Regions from separate parts of the Athene noctua genome. Here all the other regions are linked to region 1. The links are chromatin contacts, called in public Hi-C maps. All regions are on one chromosome and are shown on one strand. Each heading gives the region's core, a stretch centred on a gene start, on an enhancer-like site or on the middle of the called end of the contact. The rest is flanking DNA. Distances are from core to core; before and after follow the strand shown. Region 1 holds the start of PHF20 (PHD finger protein 20). Region 2 holds the start of RALGAPB (Ral GTPase activating protein non-catalytic subunit beta). Region 3 holds the start of NDRG3 (NDRG family member 3).

Region 1 (3,911 bases), core at 887-3,386:
TAAAACAAATTACTTTAGGCATGCCAATGTTGTGCCCAATTTGGAAAAAGTCCCCATTTAAAGGATCCTTAGAAGATCTGAAATTACAAAGAACCAAAAGATCAAAACCAGAAACTGACCACTGGAATGAACCCTCAACAGGAGTGAGGGTTGTTTGGGCTTTAGAGTCTTTCCTAAACAGCCCAATGGCCTCATATAGAAACAGAGAATGGCTTTATCAGCTAACTGGACAAGTAGAAAAATTAGCGAACGTCACCACAAAAGGATTTAAAGAACTAAACATTCACTTACAAGCAACTTCTCTAATGACACTTCAGAACAGAATGGCACTAGATATGCTTCTGCTAAAGGAGCATGGAGTGTGTGGGTACTTCAAAGACAGGTTAGATCATTGCTGTATTCGTATTTCAAACGTCACCCAGGATGTAGAACAGGACCTGAATTTGTTAAGCAGACTTGAGAAAGATACTGAGATGTTTCAAAAGGGTATGTCTGAAGATTGGCTGGGTAAAATTTTTAATGGATTAGGATGGAATTTGAGCTTGTGGTTACAGTCTATAATTAAAACTCTGTTTCTGTTACTAATTGTCTTTTTGATGATCATGCTGCTATATGCCTGTTTAAAGAAACAATTGACCAGTAAAATTGCAGTCAATCAAATGATCGAGAGAGGTTCCTATTATTCCACCAGAATACAGTCTGCCACCAAAATATGCTGAAGCAAATAATAGATTCTAAGACAGCAATAAATAAATGCTGTGTAGAATAATGTGAAAGTATTGAAATTTTCAACACTTTCAAAGGGGGGAAATGTGACTGATTTGCCATTAATTAGAACAAATTGTGTTTGATTCTAATATGATTATAGAATTATGAGAAATATTTTAGTAGAAATGGTATGTTTACATTTATTGTATTTTGCACATTTAACCAGCAACCAAATGCTACTACTAAATCCTCTGTACAGCTCTGTACCAAGGCTGAAAGAATTGGTCAAAATCACCTGGTAGGAACGTTTAGAACCCAAGATAACAGGCTTAAGGTTTAAGATAATTTGGTTGCAGCAGATACAGTGTTTACTTATAGGAGTATTTTATGACCTAGAAGAATGCATAGAGATGTCAGAATCCAGAATTAATGGGAATTGGGGAAAGTCAACTGTAGCAACTTGTAAGTACTTGCCAAGAAACAGTGAAATTAGGGAAAAGGTAATTCCGGCCGGGGGAGATCGTGACCACCGACTCATGGACCCCCGGCCCACATTACACCCCAGAGCCATTTCTGGCTATTTCTGGGTTCTACTGCTCAGAATCAGAAATGGGAAGAGAATATATTGGTTTAGTGTTTATGTATGAATATGCATGGCTGAATCCTGTATCAGATGTATGGTTTTGGTGCTTGGTGTGTGCTGTTAGCGAGAGCTCTCACTCGCGCACCGGCCGTCAATAAAGGAATGTCTGCTTATCTGCATCACGCTGGTGTCGGCAAGTTCTTTGTTCCGGGTTTCGGTGACAGTGTCACCCTGCGTGGTTTCGGCCCCGAAACGCCTCACGCTGCCGCACGCAGAGCGCTCCGCGGCGGGATCTGCGCGAAGCGCGGCCCGGCCCGGCCCGGCCGCGGGGCTGTTCTCCGCGGGGCTGTTCGTTCTCCGCGGGGCTGTTCTGTTCTCCGCGGGGCTGTGCTGTTCTCCGCGGGGCTGTTCTGTTCTCCGCGGGGCTGTGCTGTTCTCCGCGGGGCTGTTCTCCGCGGGGCTGTTCTGTTCTCCGCGGGGCTGTGCTGTTCTCCGCGGGGCTGTTCTGTTCTCCGCGGGGCTGTGCTGTTCTCCGCGGGGCTGTTCTCCGCGGGGCTGTTCTGTTCTCCGCGGGGCTGTGCTGTTCTCCGCGGGGCTGTTCTCCGCGGGGCTGTTCTGTTCTCCGCGGGGCTGTTCGTTCTCCGCGGGGCTATTCTCCGCGGGGCTGTTCGTTCTCCGCGGGGTGCGGGCGGGGCCGTGCCGGGGGTGCCGGGAGCGCCCCGGCCCGCCATGGCGAATCCCGCCCCCTGCGCGCGCCGCCGCCGCCACCACGCGAGGAGAGCTCGCGCCCGGCCGCCGGGGGGTGGGGCTACTAGGCCCCGCCCCCTCGCCGGCGGCGCCGCATCCAGGCGGCCATTTTGTGTCGCTGCGCGGTCGGTGGCGCTGGGCTCGGCGCGGAGCGGGGCCCGCGGCGGTTCGGCTCCGTTCTAACTCTTTCTCCCGTGCAGATCCCTCGGTAAGAGCGCGGCGGCGCCCGGGGGGTGCCGGGCCGCCTGCCCTGCCCCGCGCTGCGGGCCCGCGGCGAGGCGCGGGGAGGGAGGCCGGGCGCGGCGCGGCTGGCACGCGTCCCCGCGCACAAAGGGCCGGGCCGGGCGGCGCCTCCTGCGCTGCGGGCCCGGGGCGCCGAGCGGGGGCCGCTTCCGCCTCGCCGCGGGCTGGTGCGTGAGGCCGGGGGCCGCGGGCTGGCGCTCGCCCGCCCGCTCCCTCCCTCCTTTTCTCCCGCGCCCGGCGGCCCGGTGAGTATGTGCGGGCCGAGCGCAGGCGCCGAGGGCCCGGCCGGCGGGGGCGGCCGAGTGACCTTGCGGCGGCGCCGGGGCCGGAGCCCGAGCCCGTGGCGGGGCCGTGGCCGGAGCCGGAGCGCGGGGGCTCTGCCGGCGGCGGCCGGGGCTGGGCGGGCGCGGGCGGTGCCGCGGCGGTGTGGGGGTCGTGCGGCCGGGAGCGGGTCCTGGCGGGAGGCGCGGGCGCGGTCCCGCTGTCGGCGCCTCGCCCTCCCGGCGCGGGAGGAGGCGGCTCGGGGCCGGTGCCGGTGGGGCTCGTCCCGGGGAGGCTCATCGGGGCCCGGCGGCTGCGCCTCGCCCGGCCGCCGGGGGACGAAGCGGGGAGGAACCTCGCGTGGGGCAGGTACCTGCCCCGCACGGTGTGCCTCGTTGCCGGGGTTGATTCCCGTAGGCGGTTCGGCTTCAGCTGGAACCTTCTGGCCTTTTTGTGTCCCGTGCGGTCTTGACCCCATGTTCATCTTGCTGCATTTTGTCCCTTTGGGGTGTCTTTATGGAACAGAAATAACTGTGGAGCCTTACAGTAACCTGAAAGCTTCTTTGTGTCACACCTGTTTAACGCACAGAATTGCACCATATTCTTTTTCCTGACAGACCTAGTTTAGAATATGACTTATTGCCACCAAGATGGATTACTGTGCTGGTTGGCTTGGCATGGATGTCAAACTAGCCATAGCAGGGCTTGGGTAGTTGGAGCAGGTTGTCTGTACAATTTTGAGAAACAGTGAAAATCTTTGTGGTACCAGAGGTGTTTCTGTGATCTCAGGCTATTGTTTCTAGCTTAAATGCTTGAAAATAGATCAGGAGGGATATTTGAATGTTGCGTCCAAGCTGGATAAAATAACTATCTTCTTTCTGTGTGCAGAATTTGGTGTTGTTTGCAGTAGGAGAATAAAACCGAATGTTAAAAATGATACTAATGGTTTCAAGTAACCTTTTGTAGGTATTTGTATAGAAGCTTGTAACTGAGCATCTCTATAGCAGATGCTTTTGACCTGAGTTCATGTAGTTTTCTGTGATTTCACATGACCAGTTTCCAAAAAAAGCCAAGTCAGAAGGCCAGCAGGGAAGATCACTCATAGTATAATTCTCCATTTAATTTTTGTGTGACTTGTTTAGTAGTTCTGGAATTGAAGGTGGCTTAGATGAATACTCAACTGACCAAAGTCAGTTCGTGGAAGAGTTCAGTTTGCATTCTTACTGACAAGTTCGTTGTTGTCTCCTGAATGGAAATAAAATTTTACTTGAGCAGTCTGAGAGTAAAGTCTGCTTGCCTGTAATCCAGAGTAATTAATTAAGGTCACGTTGGGAATGAAGCTGGAATAGTAATTGTTTATAACAGTGCT
Region 2 (3,911 bases), core at 387-2,886, 170 kb after region 1:
CAGCAGGCAGCCCTGAGGCCATTCTCAGTGGTTTTGAAAGTAGTAGTAGTGAGCGCAAAGGAAAAGAGCAGAAAGGTGGCTAGCCACGGGCTGCTGCAGATAAACTCTGAGATCCCTTCCTTTGCCACTGTCAAGCTCCATGTAGGAGACTTGAAGGCCTGTTTGCACCTCTGATACAGCAGGCAAGGGGTTGAGAGGAAGATGGCTCAGCAAGCAGACTTTGTTTTGGGGGCCAGGGGAATCTGTGAGCCAGCTCTGCATGGGTTTATTGCATCATGTCTCTGCATGTGTGGTTGTTGGCACTCTCAGCCTCCACTTGTGCATCAAACTCCCTTTCTACTCAGCCTTCTCAGTTCTTGCTGCACATTCCACCCCAGCAGCCTCACTAACACCTCTCCAGAGGACTTATTTTTATTACGCACCAGAGATTCATGGTACTATGAGGGGTTGTGTCCTGTAAGGGTCCCTCACCCTGCTCAGGGGCAGAACAAACAGGTGGAACATATTTAAACTAAAAGCACTGAGTAAATCTTTAGTGTAAAACTCTCACCCCTTGCTGTCAGCAGCCTCCCATGCACAGGGTGTGTAGGACAGGGGTACAGTCTGTGCTGTGATACATGGTGTTCCTTCAGTGGGTGGCAAGAGAATGGGTCAAAAGTATCTTCGCAGTCTGCTGTTTGTTTGGGCTGACATTTTCCTGCTGCACTGCACAAGGAGCAGGGCAGGTAAACGCTGCAGAAGGGGCCTGGAGACGCGGCCCCTGCGAAGCAGCCGGTGAGCGATCTGTAAGCCGGGGCTGACCTCCCCAGCGACCAGGGAATATTGCCGCCGAGGCGAACACGAGGTGGCCCCGCGGGGGACAGGCAGCCGCTCCCCATCATGCTGCTGCCCTGCGGCCCATCGCCAGGGCCTCGTCCCTCGCGGTCTCTACCGCCACCTCCCGCGAAGCGGTGCCGGGCCGTGGGGCCGCTTCCGCAGCGCCCCGCGCTGCCTTTTGTGTTCCCATACGGGTAACCCGGGACAGGAGACCCGGGACTTTCAGAGCCTGCAGAGAACTTTTACCAATACCGAGGGCGGGGAAGGGCAGCAGAAGAGAGCGGGCCGGGAATAAAGCAGGCTCGGAAAGAGAGGCACGGCCCGCAGCAGGGGGAGAGCGAGCTGGCGCCGCTCGTTGCCACCTCCCCAGCCACGGCTCCGCCGCAGGTGGACTCGGCCGGCAGCGGTGCCCGCGGGCAGGGCGAGGGCTAGGGCTAGGGCCAGGGCGGACACCACCGCCCCACAGAAGCTCCCCCGGCCGCCCCGGAGCGCTCAGCCTGGCTGAGGCCCGGCCCCGGCCCCGTCCCGCGGGACGACAGCCGCTCCCCGGGCCCGCGCGGGGGCCGGCAAAACCCCGGCAGGGCCGCGGGGCGGGTGAGGTGCGCGCGGCTCCTTTAACAGGAAGTGCGCGTGGGGGCGGGTCTGCGCATGCGCACGTTGCCTCCCCGCGACTTATTCGGCGCCGCCGGCGGAAGGGGGCGCGTGGCCGCGCTGGGGACCTGCTGCGGGTGCCCGTGCGCATGCGCAGAGCGCCGCGGGGCCCGGCCACTCGCCGCGCGTTTTGTGGCGCTGCCGGAAGCGGCGGCGGGCGCGGGGCCGAGCGGAGCAGGGCAGCGCGGAGTGGCGTCTCCGCTGTGTCGCCTCGGCTGCCGCGGGCACCATGGAGCCGGCGGCCTGAGGGCGGAGCGGCCGGCCCTGCCCCGACATGCCCGCCGGGCTCTTCGGCGCAGGTAGGGCGGTCCGGGCCCTCCCGCGGCGGTGCTGCCCGCGCCCCGGCCCGCTCCTGCCGCTGGCGGGGCCTGTGGCGGCGGGGCGCCGCCTGGGAACCTCTGCCGCGCTGACCTCTGCGCTGCCCGCCACGGGGCCTGGCCTGCGGGCACGGTGGGGCCGGGCCGGAGCGGGCGGGGGGCGCCGCTTGCCCCTGGGTGTCTCGGTGGTCGCCTGGGGCCGGTGTCGTGGAGCCGCCGCAGGGTGGGCGGGAGCGGGCCTCCGGCGACCCCTTTGCACTAGCCCGCGGCCCCGAGGTCACTCCCGGCTTGTGCTCTCCCCCCAGCTCCGGGGGCCGGTTTTGAGCCGCGTTTCGTGTTCCCGAATCGAGGCGTGGGGTGTCACCCATGCGTGGTGAGCTTCCTTCCCGCCGTGTGCCGGCCCCCACAGGCAGGAGCACGGTCATGAGAAAAGTTTTCGTCGCCGTTTCCATGCAGACCTACTTACAAATAATATGATGGTGCCTTCTGTCCCTGGGTGCAGGCTTCCCGGACTTCGCCGTGATGCTGCTTTCTTTTGCTTATTTTTTGTCTCATCTGATCTTCAGGGCCTGCGGACAGTAGATCTGATTTTTTTTGGAAAGCAGTGAACAGCAGCAAAACCCCAGCAAGGCTTGTTGCCTGGGTTAAGGGACAATTGGTTTCAGGAAATCCCTTCCTGGTTCAGCAGTTTGTAGAGTTGCACAAGAAACTGGACTGAGGAAGAAGTGCAAATGTAAAATAAACTGTTGAGTAAAAATTATCCTCAGTCTGGGTGAGGGAAATGCACTGTTTTGTGGTGGAGCTCATTATGTGGTTTGTGGCATAAGTAAAGGGTGTGAAAACTCCTTAAATTCTCAGATGATCTGCCTGGAAGATAACTTTCTCAGTCTTGCTTTTAATGATAAGAAGTGCTGGTGTCTGAGTAATGAAGCTTGAAAGCAGAGTAATAGCCCAAACATGAAAAATTGACTGATATTTTTGCTTTTTATGTCTCTATTAATCTTCAGATATTACAGAATGCAGTTTTTAGGCAGCTGCCTTTGTGGCAGGATCCTGTTTCCTACTTTGGGAAGGTTGGTGTCCAGTGGTGATCTCAGGAACCAGAGTGGTGATGGGGTCTGCAGTTAGTGAGCAGGAGTGCTGGGGAGAGGGAGACTCAAGCCCTGGGCTTAAATGGCACCTTACGTTTGAGAGTTCCCTGTGTCAGATTCACATATTAACATCTGCTATAGTTAGCTGATAAAATCAGACTAGTTCATCTTCCCTGAGCAAGGAGAGCTGTGATTCTCTTCTAGTCAGTAGCACTGTGTCTGAATGGCCTGGGAGAGGATGACACGTTCCTGTTTTTTCTGTGTCTGATCTCTTCCTGCCTTGAATCTAGACTTTTTTTTTTTTTTTTCCATTTAATACTAATTCAGGCATGCATTTCTGTTTATTCATTAACAAAATACTGACTTAACAAAACACTAACTTTCTGCTAGTGTTTCTCTCATATGAGTCTTCTCTTTGACTCTTGCCTTTTTTATTTTTGTGCCTGCCATCTGCTCTGCCTGTTGTCCTTTGCAGGTAGTGTGTGCCTAGGGCAGAGCCTGCCTGTTGGATGGGCTCTAAGGGTGAGCTGCCTAGAGGGGTCTGTGCTGCTTCTGTCCTGGTGGGCGTAACATGAGAGGTGCTGAGTTAGTCTTGCCAAGATCTAAGACACTCTCTAGCAGACACTTGGAGGGCAGAGGGCAGCAGTGTCAAGGTGAGGCAAGTGGGCATGTTCATGCTCCGGACATCACAGGCCTCAACTGGCTTGAAAAGTTGCTCATAAACCTCTTTAGTCCATGATCCAGGGAAGACAGGTTGTGGCAAGATGACTTTCTGGCAATAACTGTGGCCTCGAGAGAGCAGATGTCAGTACTGCTGGTGTAGTATGGGTTGTGGTAGAGAGGGGGATTACTTGTTTTCTGTGAAATAGTTATAAGGTATATCTAATATCCCAGAACTCTATGGTGTAGACCCTTTATACTGATTCTTCTCTGGTTTAGGTTCTATTAGGTCTTCAGCCTTCCTTAAGCATCTCTGCTGATGGTCTTTACATCTACTATATTAATAATAATTGCCTCAGCTCTGCTTTTTTGGTTC
Region 3 (3,911 bases), core at 780-3,279, 150 kb after region 1:
GATACAAAATGAGTAGCTACGAATATAATTACAGACTCCAACAATGTTGCTTCCAGCAATTAATTTTCATTTTATAACATTTCCAGCTCCTAGGTTTGCACACGTCTCAATCCAAACCAAGTATAACCCACACTAAGTTTCTGCCCTTAAGACACATTTCAGTGCCTCGGTGTGCCACGCCAAGCCAAGCTTCAAAATCCCAAAACAAACAAATGAAATTGGAACAGTCACTGCCAGTCCTGAGCCCTCTCCACAATCCCAGTCTAATGGCCAATAACCCAAATGAATCCCAGTGATTGCCTTGCTTCTTCAGGAGTCTGCCCCCAACTCAGCGAGACACATCTGATAAGCTCTGCTCCCCTTGTCCAAGTAAATTATTGTGCTAGAAAAGCTCCACGCTGATACTAAACTCAGCTCTTAAGACTTTATATTTTTACTTTTCACCATAAATTGATACACTGGTGCTAAACAGTCTGACAGGCTTCAGAATTGGAAGGACTGTTGTCCTCTTGCTTCTAGAGAAAAGGAAAGGCAGATGCTGAAGTAATGAGCCCTCAAGCCCACCTATCTGAACACAGGAGACCCGGGACTGTGCCTGACAAAGGAAGCAGAAGCAGGTTCTTCTCTGCCCCCATCTTCTCATCAACTCAGTATTCAAGCAAAAAAACTCTTCTGGGCTTCCCAGATGCAACCCCCTGACACTCTACCAGACCCTTCCTCTTCTCCAGAGCAAACCCGCGCGTGACCGAGTTGTTCCAGTTCTCCTACAAACTTTGACTGTGATTTACGTGCTGTGACCGCAGAGTATCGCAGCTTGATCACGCACCAGTTCAACTCCTTGGACTCGAGAGGAACCAAAAACCAGATCAGAGCCCAGGCTCTCAATCGGCAACGCGACACCCCAAGGCAAGTGCCCCCGAGCCAGCTGACGGGCACCCCCAGCACCTCCCGGGGAGCCGGGGACAGCGCTGCGCTGCATCGTCTGTTTTGTAACGCCGCATTTTCTGCACCAGACATTATAACGAAGATTTTTAAGCCAGTAAAAGCATCTGACTTTGCTACAATGTTTTGAATTACTCCCTGTGGCTTACATTAAATATAAAAAAAGAAACGGACATTGACCTAAAGTGATGACGCAAGTCAACAAAAAAATTTTTACAGGCTATTCCCTTCCCATTCACACACTGACAAGAATGTACCAAATTAAAGAAAAACACCCTGTTTTCGCCGTCCAAAGTAAATAACGCAACTGAGAATTTTGAGATCTGCATACCAGAAAGAAAAGCTACAGATAAGAGCAAGCAAAGAGCACGCTAGGCCGTTATTTACATGAAAAAATCATCTCCACAATAAAACCTGGGGCAGTTTCGAAGCGCTTCTCCTTTTCCCCAACGAAGCCCGGTATGACGAGAGATTATTTCCTAAACCCAGCTTCGGGAGGGAGCGGTACTTTCCTCCGGCGTCTCATAACAGCAGAGGAGCGGAGCCTTCCCTCAGCGGCGGCCTCTCGGCGGGGGCCGCCTCAGCAGAGACCGCCCAGGCCCCTGCGGGCTGCGGCCGCCTCAGCGAGACCCGCCCGGGGAGCAGCCCCGGCCCGCTCCGGTGACCCTCCCGGCGGAGCCATGCGCCGGCAGAGCCCTGGGTCCGGGGAGAGCGGCGGCCGCGCCCGGGAGCGGGGCTCGGCGCGACAGAGGGTGCTCCCGGGCGCGGCCGCCGCAAGCCGCTGACCCCGGCTCCTCGCCCGCCGCACCGGCTCCCGCGGAGCCGCCGTACGGCACCTACTGCCGCGCCGCAGCCAAGCGCCTCGGTGCCGCTGCGGCGGCGCCCGTGAGCCGCGGGGGACGCGCGAGGCCGGCCGCGGGGCCGTCCCGGGGCGTCCCGGGCGGCGGGCGGGCCCGCGGGCGGCGGCGGGGCTCACCTGGGCGGCAGGTACCTCCGCAGCTCCGGCCGCCGCGGCACGGGGCGCTCTGCGCCTGCGCCGCCGGCCCGCACATGCGCGGGGGCCCGCGGGGGTCGGGACTACAAACGGAGCGGCGGGAGCGCCGCCATCTTGGGGCTGGGCCTCGCCCGCAGCCTCCCGCCCGGGGGGGTGGGCCCCGGCCGCCCCACCGCGGCCCGGCGGGAGATGGCGCCGCCGGCCTCCCCACAGGTGCGCGGCCCGGCCGGGCCCGGTTCCACCCCGCCGCCTCGCAGAGAGGAGGCGGCTTCTCGGCGCTGCTAGGCCGCGGACAGCCCTGAGCAGCAGCTCACCCCGGGCGCGGGGACTCGGGGATTACCGAGGCCGGAGACGGGCGAATTGCAAGCGAAGGGAGTGAGTCTGCTGCAGGCCTTGGAGCTGCTCCAAAGCCTGAATCACCTCTTGGCTTTTGGTTTGGTTTGTTTCCTCCAGAAGTAAGACTAAATTCTTGGTAGGGCAAATAAATTTGCTTGTTCCTTTCCCCACTGGAGGTTCTGGCAACGCGTGAGTGTTGGGGGAGCCCTCGCCGAGGCCCGGGTTATCCCTCAGTTCCTGTGCCCTGCCTGACCCCAGGCCATGCTCCTTCCCTGAGGGTGGCCGTCCCAAACGGGCAGCAGGCTCTGTGCGACACCCACCATCTCCAGCCCCCTGTGCTACCCTCGACCTCCTGCGCCCCTTTTTTCCCCCCTCTTTAGGAGCGTCTCCAGGTGGGAATACTTGGTTCTCAGGACAGCGTGGCATCCCTACCGCCTCCCACCTTACCCTTGGTATGGCCCTGCCCCAATCATTGAAAAACAAGGTATTACCCAAACTTAACCCGTATTCTGGTTTCTGGTGCCACCCAGTGGTCCTACGTACTGCTGGTAACGGAGGAGAAGACGCAGAGTCGAGACACAGGCAGGTAAACCATTCCCAAGTGTGCTCCTAGTAGAAAAGGAAGAGCACTGGACCGCACTGCCACTGGGGTCATCCCAGCCTTATAGAGCATCGCTGAGTGCCCAGTGCTCCCCTCCTTACCCCTCAGCCCTTCCTCACGTCACCCCCTGAACTGCCTGTGAAATCCTGCCACCTCCCTCAGCACCAGCCGCTATTTATCACCTTTCCCCATTTCCCTTTTGTGTCTAGCAATTCACGGGTAGATTCTCCCACCCCATCCAGCTACCTTAACATCAGGCCAGGGCCCTCACATTTGCCAGTGGTTTCCCACTTTAAGGGGACATTGGGAGAAGCTGCTCTACTAGGGAAACCTCCACTCCTGCGGCCACAAGTAGCTGCAGTCTGACCTCCCACCACTGAGACCTGGGGAGGGCAATATAGGAAACACAGATGGAGGCACTTCAGGTGAATAACACCCCTGTAAGCTGGCGGACAAGCCCAGCTCTTTGGCCTTGTTAGCCACATGATGCTTCCCAGGTGTTGGTAGCAAGGTGGAGTACATTGGTTGTCTCTCAGGCTCCTGGTGCTGGAGCGAACGCAATTCTTGCCCAGGTCTCAAGTCTTCAGAGACCACCCTGCAGATCTGGGTGATTCATGTCAGTAGGTTACAGTATTGAATGCCAAGTCTGCTTCCCAAGAGGCAGATTCAGTTCAGCACCACAGAGTTAAGCAGCGTTACACACTCACTCAAGCCTGGAGGCAAGCAGCGCTCCATTTTACCACCCCTCCTCCCAACACACCCATTCATTTATAGTGCACAATAGTCTGGATTTACCAGGGTTATATACCGAAATTCAGGGAGTTTGGTGACCATCCCTCCTCTAAGTTTCCTAGTTCAACCAAGACACCTTCCTTTTCTTTTAAAGAGCTGCCAACAAGAAAATGAGATCCGAGGTGACGTGTGTACCTACCAGAGAACAGCGAGGGCTGGTTGCTCCCTGAGGGATGGGGGAACTGGCCAAGACAGGGGTCTTGCCAGCCAGAGCACCATCCCATCATAACCAAGCAAGTTGCGCAG

The links. Hi-C and Micro-C count contacts between places; a contact is called where the count stands out from the background.
Region 2: a contact with region 1 is called in a Hi-C map of heart, with 3 times the contacts expected there. The contact joins the promoter of RALGAPB here to the promoter of PHF20 in region 1. A contact is called at or near these places in 2 of 2 Hi-C or Micro-C datasets (heart and liver).
Region 3: a contact with region 1 is called in a Hi-C map of heart, with 2.9 times the contacts expected there. The contact joins the promoter of NDRG3 here to the promoter of PHF20 in region 1. A contact is called at or near these places in 2 of 2 Hi-C or Micro-C datasets (heart and liver).

The regions. Positions count from the first base shown.
Region 1 is chr16:328,938-332,848 of bAthNoc1.hap1.1, forward strand. PHF20 (PHD finger protein 20) reads left to right here and starts at 2,137. Exons shown (of 23, transcript XM_074919861.1): 1 at 2,137-2,246.
Region 2 is chr16:496,909-500,819 of bAthNoc1.hap1.1, forward strand. RALGAPB (Ral GTPase activating protein non-catalytic subunit beta) reads left to right here and starts at 1,637. Exons shown (of 30, transcript XM_074920089.1): 1 at 1,637-1,766.
Region 3 is chr16:477,818-481,728 of bAthNoc1.hap1.1, forward strand. It overlaps NDRG3 (NDRG family member 3), which reads right to left and starts at 2,030. Exons shown (of 16, transcript XM_074920496.1): 1 at 1,919-2,030.